2 separate regions of the Rattus norvegicus genome follow, and region 2 is linked to region 1. A link is a contact called in public Hi-C data. All regions are on one chromosome and are shown on one strand. Each heading gives the region's core, a stretch centred on a gene start, on an enhancer-like site or on the middle of the called end of the contact. The rest is flanking DNA. Distances are from core to core; before and after follow the strand shown. Region 1 overlaps Camk2b (calcium/calmodulin-dependent protein kinase II beta). Region 2 overlaps Nudcd3 (NudC domain containing 3).

Region 1 (4,996 bases), core at 810-3,309:
TCAGCACCATCACCCTCACAATGACCACCACAGTCAGCACCATCACCCTCACAATGACCACCACAGTCAGCACCATCACCCTCACAATGACCACCACAGTCAGCACCATCGCCATCACCATGACCAGCACAGTCAGTGCCATCACTGTCACCATGATCATCACAGTTGCACCATCACCATCACCATGACAACCACAGTCAGCGACATCACCATCACCATGACTACCAGTCAGCACCATCACTATCACCATGACCACCAGTCATCGCCATCACCGTCATTACCTTCTCCATCACTCTTCTTATGTCATCTTCATTACATCACCACGACCAACACCATGACCACCACCATCACTGTCATCATCGCTAACACCCCATCATCACCATCAGTGATCACCATTGTCATCACTGTTACCATCTAACCACCATGACTACTATCACCATACCATCATCATTGGCACCTCCATCCTCACACACACCCCCAGAGCGACAACTTATTAAGGACAAACTTGTTCATACCTGGTGGCATTTAAATGCTTTTTCCTTCACACATGTTCCCTGAGAAAACTGAGTTTCTTACACCCAAGTGGGCTCCCCAGAGCTGGCAGCACATGGGTTTGAGCCAGGGCTTCCCAGGGTTACTCCCGGCTCTGTGACCCTTAATCCTAGGTCTGAGACTGTCTAGCTTCCCTTATTCAATGCCCTGTTGCTTGGGCCATATTTGAAGCATCAAACAAGGGATTTAGTGCCTGGATCTGGGCTCCAGGGTGGGCTGACGTCTTGAAATACTTGAATGCCTGTCCCCAAGAGACCGTAGACAACATTGGTAGTATATCCGCCCACACGCTCTCCTGTTCTCTGTCTCTGTCTTCTTCCATCAAATGCCAATGGCAAAAGCGGAAATAGCAACACTGTGAATGGGTGGTTTGCACACACATGGACCAGGAGAGTCAGATCCAGCAGGAGCCCAGGTAAGGGGCTGTCATCCCCAGTGCTGTGTGATTGATAGCTTGAGTCTCAGCACAAAAGAAAGTTCTCGACCCAGGCTTTGAAAACTCAAGTCTGGGCAGAGAAAACGGCATAAGGCAATGCATCTTGGTATGGAGCTATAGTTCAAAGGATGCCCTTGGGGGGGGCCAGGGCCAGCTTCCCTGAGTAACTGCATGTGTCAGGCACTTGCATGTCGGTGTGCGGACACCAGGGCCATCTCTTGGTCCAGAGTCATGGCGCAGGGAGCTGAGCCTCTTCTCAGCTGGCTGCTGTGGGAGATGTGGGGTCACTGTTGGGAACCCTGCTCTGTAACTTGCATGCTTAGGCCTGGTGTGTACCAGTCACCTCCCAAATCCTGCAGAGCTCCCAACTGACAAGGCCTTGAGGGCTGCTGGGGTGCTAATCACCTCAGAACCTGCAACCCTGGAGGCTCTGGAGGTATGGGAGGCCTTCTGTCCAGACCACCTCCTCAGTCTCTCCCTGCAGCTGTCTGCCTGGCATATATTGGGAGGTCTGAGAGATAAATGTGTCATACCTACACATAAACACATCCAACCCTGCCCCCATCCACTCTCTTTCCTTCTCAGCTCCTAAAACAAGTACAGCCATCCGCTGGCCATCAGAGGCCCTGGGCATGACCACCCTCAGCCCACAGGCCTCTGTTTCTGGAGAAGAGAGGGTGGTGAAAGTGATTCTGAGGTACACAGGGGGAAAGTGAGCCTGCCCCACCTCAGGTCATAGGACTGATGTCTAAGCAGTCATCACCTGTTCTGTAGCTGATGATTCTAGGCACGGTCTTGTGGGACACACAGAGGTAGCTGAGAAATAAACAAATTCCATGCAGGGACAGCCTCTCTCAACACCCGAAGATACTACAAGGCAGAGAACGCTGAAGCCTGCAAGTCCAACCGCCTGGACATCTGTCATTTGCAGGAGGAAGAGCTGAGAGGTGGCCCTAGGAAGCTTCTTCCGGTTCCCATTCAGCCTGTTGCTCAAGGGTAGCCAGAGGGCATGAGGTAACCATAGTAACAGTACCAGAGCCAGGCTTCCCTGGATGTGCAGTCTGAAGGCTGCCTGGACAGGCCAAAGCCCCTGGGCCCCACCCAGCCCAGGGTCCTGAAGCAGCCCTGATTCACAGACAGCTAAATATAGTGCTTCTTAGCAGGAGCTGTCAAGAGTAAGGGAGATGAGATCATCGCTTCTAAATCCGGCAGGAAGTGAGAGGCGGAGTTGGCCCTGAACGCCTTCTCACTCAGCTACTGCACACACACTCATGCAAACACACTCACATATGCGTGCGGACACACACACACACACACACACACACACACACACACACACACACACGGAGGCCTGCATCCCCAAAACACACCAGTCACACTTCTAAGACGGACATGCCTGTTCACTCATGGACTTGACGCAGAGCATCTCTGCGCTTGCTCTAAGCCCAGGTGCTGTCACACACACGCACGCGTGCACACTTATCCTTCCACCCACGCTCATCAATGTGCATGCTCATGCCAACGCAGCATGACAGGCCTCAGGCGGGAGGGAGGTGAATGGACACTGGCTGCTCTCTGTGGTCTTCCCTCCACTGCCTCAGCCTACCAGCTTTCTGCATGGAGGACGTCCTCAGCATGTCAGATTCAGACTGTGGGTAAAAACCCGTGCATAGCCAAATCAGCGCTGGCTAGGCTGGACATGGCTGGGGATGAGGTACCCCCCTGCAGAAGTGCACTTAAGGAGAGTCCTGATGTGGGGACAGGCTTGCTCCTGAACCTGAGGAAGCTGTGGGCCCCATGCTGGGAGTGAAGGAAGGTGAGGGTCCTTGGATCTGGCACTTACAGGTCGAAGACCAGGTAGTGGAAGCCCTCTTCAGAGATGCTGTCATGGAGGCGTACTGCGGGGACAGAGAAGTCATGAGGAGTGGGAGGTAGCCCAGGATATTCCCTACTGCCCACCTCCACCCTGACGGGGCCCACACAGCACCAGTGCTGCAAGCTTGGGGGAGGGAACTCCTCTCTGTAGCCCACAGGGTCTCCCCCAAGATAAGGAGACTGCCTCGGGCTGGGGGAAGATACAAGCTGGCTTGAAGTGCTGCATGCTGAGCCAGAGGGAGCACCACAGAGTCCAGAGGGAGCACCACAGAGTCCGGAGGGAGCACCACAGAGTCCGGAGGGAGCATCATGGAGCTCTAGGCAGCACTTTGCCCCTCTATTGGCCCCTTTCTGCTCTCCTATTTCCCCTCACAGGAGCTGTGTCATCATGGGAGAGGTTTCTGCAGGAAACAAACCTATTTTCCACTCTGGACTATCCTCGGCAGAACAGAGCCTCCACTCAGAAGGATTACCAGGTATGGCAGCTTTCAGAGGCTCAGACCTTGACTTCTGACTCCCTCTTGGTCAGTGGGATCTAACAGTCTTCCTCTCTCTGGCCTATTTCCACACCAGTTGCTGAACTTGTATCCAGTGCCTGCCTGGACTGGGCTGAGGCCGATGGGCTCTCAGGAATGAGGAACTCTGATGGCAATGGCATGGGGGAGCTACCAGGTCTCGGCCTGGAGCTGCACTCTGCACCAAGCAGGAAGGATTTTCTAGGAATGAGTCACTCTGGGCCCTGCTCTCCCGCATGCGGATCCTGCCCTTTGCTAGAACAGCATCCCCTGCATGCCGGGGCTGCTCCGAGCGCCTTGCATGTGTTAGCTCGATCAGCTCACTAACCAGGGGCTGCAGAAAAGGGAGCTTCAGCAGAGAGGCCGATGAACCAGGCGAGGGCACAAGGCCCACAAGGGGTGAATGAGGCTGTGGGAGCTGGGGTCTGGCTCCGGTGTGTGTGCTGTGCTAGCCCTGGCCCTGTGCTCTTGGAGTCTTAAGTTCCACCTTGCTGCCTTCCACCACCCAAGACTGGGCCACGAGGCTGGAGGGTGAAGAGCAGCCACCTTCTCCCTGGTCCCACAGGACTCCGGGACCTCAGGCAGAAACAACCCACACAACTCCTGCTCCTGGCACCCTCCCCTCTGTCCTAGTTTCTAGCTGGCTGCCGGCACCCTCCCTCCTGGCACCGGTCTTCCCAGGCACCGTCCTGATAGTATCCTTATGCCTAGGAACTCTGATCTGTCCCACGCCCCCACTTGGTTCCGGACACCTTAACCCCATGATGCCTTTCACCTTTAGCACACCAGGCCCCAGGCCTTCCGTAGAGACAGGAAATAGAACACCCACTGTGGCCGCCAAAGTAGACGTGTGGATTGGGAGGGATCCTCCCACTTACCTGAGCCCAGTGTGCAGCTCTATAAAATGGAAGAATCCCCTGTTCGTAGGGTGCTGTGAGCTGTGTTCCTATGTGAAGCAGTGAGTGCTCCCTGAGCCACAGCCCTGTGTCTGTCACTGTTGTCACCGTAGTATAATAAACACCAGATGACTGAAGCTCAGAGTCTGAGGCCACTTAGGGACCTGGGGTGTTTTCTGAAGCCCATGACAGTGGCCTAGAGGTAACCATTATGGAGGTAGGGTCTTACGTTTCTCCTCCATTTCCTGGCTCAGTAGCATAGCTTCCCTCACCTTACCCAACCCATCCTCTGGGACCCACATCCTGGTTATCTCTCTGGGCTATCAGAGCCTCTTAGTGAGGACAAGTTTGTTCTACTTGGCCCCCTAGACTCTCTCTCGCTACCTGGGCCTCCACTCTGTCCATGAGTCTGTGTCTCCATACGTCAAGACGAGTCCCTGGTACCTGCTGGCAGCCTCCTTCTAGGACCTTCCAACAAAACCCCTGAGGCTGGACCAGAGCACACTCTCCTTCCTAGTGGCGGGGCTATAGGGCGGCCTGTCTGAGACAGTCCAGCTGCCACCACACTGGGACATGTCATTCTGAGCAGAGAAGGCTCCCAGCAGTCCCAGGGGGACCTTCTTCCACCCATCCCTGAAGGCAATGCTCCAAGAAGGCCTAGCTGGTCCTTGGGGTTATCCCGTTGCCCCTTAGGGCCTCCAGGAACGACTGCTGGGGGCTGC
Region 2 (4,996 bases), core at 1,090-3,589, 170 kb after region 1:
AGGCCCTGGGTTTGATCCCCAGCCCCCCCTCCCCCGGGGGGGGGGGGGGAGGAATCAAATGAACTGCCAAACTTAAAAAACAAAACAAACAAAAAACAAGCCTAACATCCTAGTTAGCTAGGCATCGCTTTAGGCCACCCGGGTTCCTAGCACAAGAGTAAATTAGGGGTTGGGGATTTAGCTCAGTGGTAGAGCGCTTGCCTAGCAAACGCAAGACCCTGTGTTCGGTCCTCAGCTCCGAAAAAAAAGAAAAAGAAAAAAAAAAAGAGTAAATTAGCAAGTACCTTCTAGAAATCAAGTCTTCCTAGCCGGTGATTCAACCAGGCCCTCATGACTGATGTCTGAACCTCCTTTAAAAACCAGCAATTTCAAGGTAAGTGCTGCAAGATGAACAGCAGGACAGCGCCACAGAGTGCAGACTAAGGTGGCAAGCAAACAACCCTCTGCTCCTGGCTCCTGGCGTTCCACTTGCTCTCATTTCTCCCTGTAACATCTGAGCACACGCTGTGCGGCACCCACCCTTGTGCAAGGCCAGAGTAACTTCAGGCATATCATACCCGGAGTGCGGGAAGAACTCAAAGTGCAAAACAGAATGCTGGACATTCTCCACATACTGTTCAATAAAATAGAAAGACAGGTCGTAAAAGTTTACAGATACACATTTAAATATATGAAGATGTTTGCATACATAGGGAAGAAAATATCCCCAAAATTTAGTGAGGGGTAGTAAGCTTTTCTTCTTTTACATACTTACCTGTTTTCCAAATACTGCATGAGTATCATTCAAAAGAAAAACAAGTTTCTCTTTTTTAGGACAAACGCAGTAAAAACAATAGCTAGCGGCTGACTGAGCGACACCCTATCAGGAACCATGCTAAGTGGGTCTTCAGTATTCATTTCTTCAACCCTCACAACAACCTCCATGGAGTGACTTCTGACCGTGCCACCATGACTTTTCCAGGGACTGCCTATGATGGCACCTGAGAAACCCAGACCAGCCAATGGAGAACTATTATAAAGCTAAACCGAAGGGCCAGGTTTCCCAGGTAGTGTGACTGCGCCCAGAAAGCCTCTGACACAGGCCCTGACACAGCCTGCCTAAGGGGCATCAATGACACGAATGCCACCAAAGGTGTCAGCGCTACAGAATCAATGTCAACGTTCTCCTGAAACTTTTATGTTGAAGCCCTACCCCTCAAGGTGAGGCTACCTGCAGCTGGGATCTCTGGGAGATGATCAGGTCATAGGGGCTGAGCAGTCACTAATAAGGCTTAACAAACATAAGCAAGGAGCCAAGAAGCTCATCGACATGACAATTCAGAAAGAGGACAGATCAACCAGCCAGTGTACATGGCTATACCACGAGGAGGTAAAAGCAAGAAGACGAGAAGAATTCAAACCATACTTGGCTAAATAGTGGGTTTGAGGCCAGTCTGAAGTCAGACCGTGTTTTTAAAGAAAAAAGAAAAAGGAGAAAGAGGGTGGGGAAGACAACAACAATAAAAAGCACTGGGGACAGAGCCTAGCGGGACACTGCTGTAGCATATCCCAGCCCCGCACAAGGCATGCACCAGACTGTCAGGAAACCTCTTCCACATGATGCAATTCTCCCACCAGGAAATGCCTGGGTCCCTGTAATGCCTAGGCACAAAGGACACACTGGCAAAGCTATGAAATCATACTGATACCGATGGCTTCATTTAGTGCCATGCTCACATAGGCGGAGCAGCTCATACACCACCGTGTGGCTCCAGGAAGCCCTCTCCTCACACTGCCCACTCTACTCACCGGCATAGGCAGGAGAAAGCAACACAACAGCATGGGCTCACTCATGCATGGGAGAAAAGGCACCTGACCCCAGCACTCTGGTAACTGTTTCCAGGTGGTAACGCATGCTCCCTTTGTCTGTTTTGTGTGGGTTTTGGGTGGGGTGATCTTGGTTTTGTCTACCTGGTTATGGTTTTTTCTTTAGTCTTTGTCTTTTTGGAGAAGAGGGTTTCACTATGGAGCCCAAACCAGCCCCAAACTCACCATGGCTGGGTGATAACTGGTATTCTCTCTCTCTCTCTCTTTTTTTTTTTTTTTTTTTTTTGGTTCTTTTTTTCAGAGCTGGGGACCGAACCCAGGGCCTTGCGCTTCCCAGGCAAGCGCCCTACCACTGAGCTAAATCCCCAACCCCGATAACTGGTATTCTTATTACGACCTTTTCCCACTTCCTTCCTTTAGAAAGGGTTCTACTCATGATTTATATAAGAAAAACAGAACTGCCACATGCTGTCGAGAGCCTTTCCTCTACAGAGCTTTTTTTCGCTGCCTGCAGCGACACCTGCAGGTGGAGAGCCTGAACTGCAGGTGCTCTGATAGCTTGGCGGTGAGTACTGCGGTGAGGCCAAGAGGTGAACCAAGCAGGCCACAGAGAAAGAGCTGATGCCTGGCGGGAGATAGTGAAAGCTGTGTGTTCCACAGTACTAGTCATGCTCACAGGCACTGGTCACTGATCAACTGCAACACACACTGAGACAAAAAAACAACCCACAATATCTACTATGAACAACTCCCAAACCTATAAAACTATGATGTACTTCACAGTCTTACATAACCAAGAAATTTTTTTTGTCTCCAAATAAATGGATATTAAGTAGGTGTTTCAAGCACCCTGGTACTTCTGTTCCTTCAGTTTCTTCTTTTCCTCATTCCTTAAGTGGACTTTTACTGTGTTGCCCAGTCTGACTGATTGGTCTTAAACTTGCTAGCCTACCCTGGAGTTGCAACTAAAGGCATGTCCACCACATGCCAGGCTCAGACTGGGAGTCTCCTGACAGCAGGCTGAAAGAGCGAGACTCAGAGCAGAGCAACGGCGGCCTGTTAGTAAGGGAGACCGTATCAGAGTGACAGCAATATCCTTCACATAGACCCCTTAATCACCCACAGTACTGTGCCTGTAGCTTTGTGTAAAAACTCTACATCATTACACACAGGTAAAATGTACGCTGCAGCCAGCCATGGTGGTACACACCTACAATTCCATATCGGGAAGGTGGAGGTAGTAGGATCACACAAGGTTAAAAACAATCCTGTCTCCAAAGCAAAAGTAAAATAAGAAAAATGCTAAAATAATTCTTAAGAAAGAAATTAGCCCACAAAATGACTCAGTTGGGTGGTGCACATGTCACTAAACCTGATGACCTGAGCTCAGTCCCAGCACAGATATAATGTAAGGAAAGAGCTCTCTCTCTCTCTCTCTCTCTCTCTCTCTCTCTCTCTCTCTCTCTCTCTCACACACACACACACACACACACACACACACACACACACATGTAATTTTTAAAGCTATTACCATAAAACTTTAAGGCAGAGCACTGGCAATGAGGCAGGACCTGAGGACGAAAAGCAGCACAGTGCAGCCTGGCTAACACAAGTGTCTCTATCGTGGCTGTGAGGATTACAGAACTATTTGAGAGAAGGCGTAACTATATTCCAGAAGAGTTCATTGCACTGTTAGGCAAATTATGTTCCAAAGATACAAAACGATTGCTTCTCGGCATTTTGGCTGTGATGAAGTGTTAAACACACACAAATGCACCAAGTTTGATGGCCAGGCACTCCCAGCAAGGAGAGGCAAAGGCAGACAGATTTGTAGTTGAGACCAGGCTGGTCTACACAGCAAGTTCCAAGCCAGCCAGGATTACACAGTGAGAACCTGTATCAAAAAAACAAAACCAGAAACAACAAAAACTCCAAAAAAAAAGTATACTATATATACTAATAAATAACTTATAATAAGACTGGATATACAAAGTATAAACACATTATTACCTTGTCTTTCTTTCCCCAAGCATTTATGCAAAATTTTGTTGAGCATGTCAAGTGACTTTATCGAAGACCATCTGTCAATGCTGTATAAGAATGGCAGCAAATGATTCTCTAACAAAGGCATCAGAAACAGCAGTCACACAGGGGGTGCAGAAAGAAAGTGGAATCAGAGCTAAGCATGGTGGCACACACCTGTGATCCCAGCACTTGAGAGGTAGAAAAAGAATCAGGAGTTCAAGGTCATCCTGGGCTATAGATCTGTCTAGAAACCAAAGGAGGAAAAAAGGAAAAAGAAAAGAAATCAGTGTTCAAAGTCTCAGATCCTAGGTAACGGACTATGAAGAGGATACTGAAAGGGAGAGGTGCTTGAGCATAGATAGTCGCCTTAAGATTCTTCTTCAATTATTCAACTGACAGAATGACACAGCTTCACATCTACCATGGAGAGCTAATTGGTGGAGGAACTCCGGGGATCCAGCTCCAAGTGGAACTAAGAAAAGAAGCGCGTTTGACATTCCATTTTCAGACGCACAGAAACCGCACCTCAGCCGCAGCTGTAGACTGATGCTTCAGCTAGGAACTGACTCACCATTAAACTACTGAAAGGTGAGACACTACATATCTAAGCACAGAAAGAAAGGTCAGGACATCAGAGGTCTAACCTGAACAGCAACTAGAGAAGTAAAAACGTGGGTTTCGGAAACACATACAAATCTTCCCTTTAAACTCACTGCTATGGTAGCACTCGGACTGGCACCATAGCCAGAATGCAGCTTGCTGTTTAAGAACTTAAAAGAGAGCCCCACCATAAGGTAGTTATTCTTCTAGTCCATTACTCAAGCTAAATACAAATTTCTTTTTATTTTAGAAAATGCATTTTTTGGGGTTGGGGATTTAGCTCAGTGGTAGAGTGCTTGCCTAGCAAGCGCAAGGCCCTGAGTTCGGTCCCCAGCTCTGAAAAAAAAGAAAAAAGAAAAAAAAAAAAAAAGAAAATGCATCTTTAAAAAAGTAAACCAAAATTCTTCATTTGTCTTTTTTTTTTTTTTTTTTGGTTCTTTTTTTCGGAGCTGGGGACCGAACCCAGGGCCTTGCGCTTCCTAGGCAAGTGCTCTACTACCACTGAGCTAAATCCCCAACCCTTCATTTGTCTTTTTAAAAAAGGTAAATATAAAAATGAGAGGTT

The links. Hi-C and Micro-C count contacts between places; a contact is called where the count stands out from the background.
Region 2: a Hi-C map of psoas muscle shows a contact between it and region 1, with 4 times the contacts expected there. The contact joins two enhancer-like sites. A contact is called at or near these places in 11 of 12 Hi-C or Micro-C datasets (the A7r5 cell line, Schwann cells, frontal cortex and 6 more) and 1 of 1 datasets of contacts at active chromatin or transcription factors (oligodendrocytes).

The regions. Positions count from the first base shown.
Region 1 is chr14:85,088,317-85,093,312 of GRCr8, forward strand. It overlaps Camk2b (calcium/calmodulin-dependent protein kinase II beta), which reads right to left. Exons shown (of 21, transcript NM_021739.2): 4 at 2,832-2,886. Among named protein-coding and RNA genes, the nearest start is that of Ykt6, 45 kb to the left of the region's middle. Within about 2 kb of position 2,060, at least 69 of the 93 cell types and tissues checked have an H3K27ac peak or open chromatin away from gene starts, as enhancers often do.
Region 2 is chr14:85,258,757-85,263,752 of GRCr8, forward strand. All of the region lies in intron 2 of Nudcd3 (NudC domain containing 3), which reads right to left. Among named protein-coding and RNA genes, the nearest start is that of Nudcd3, 12 kb to the right of the region's middle. Within about 2 kb of position 2,340, at least 8 of the 93 cell types and tissues checked have an H3K27ac peak or open chromatin away from gene starts, as enhancers often do.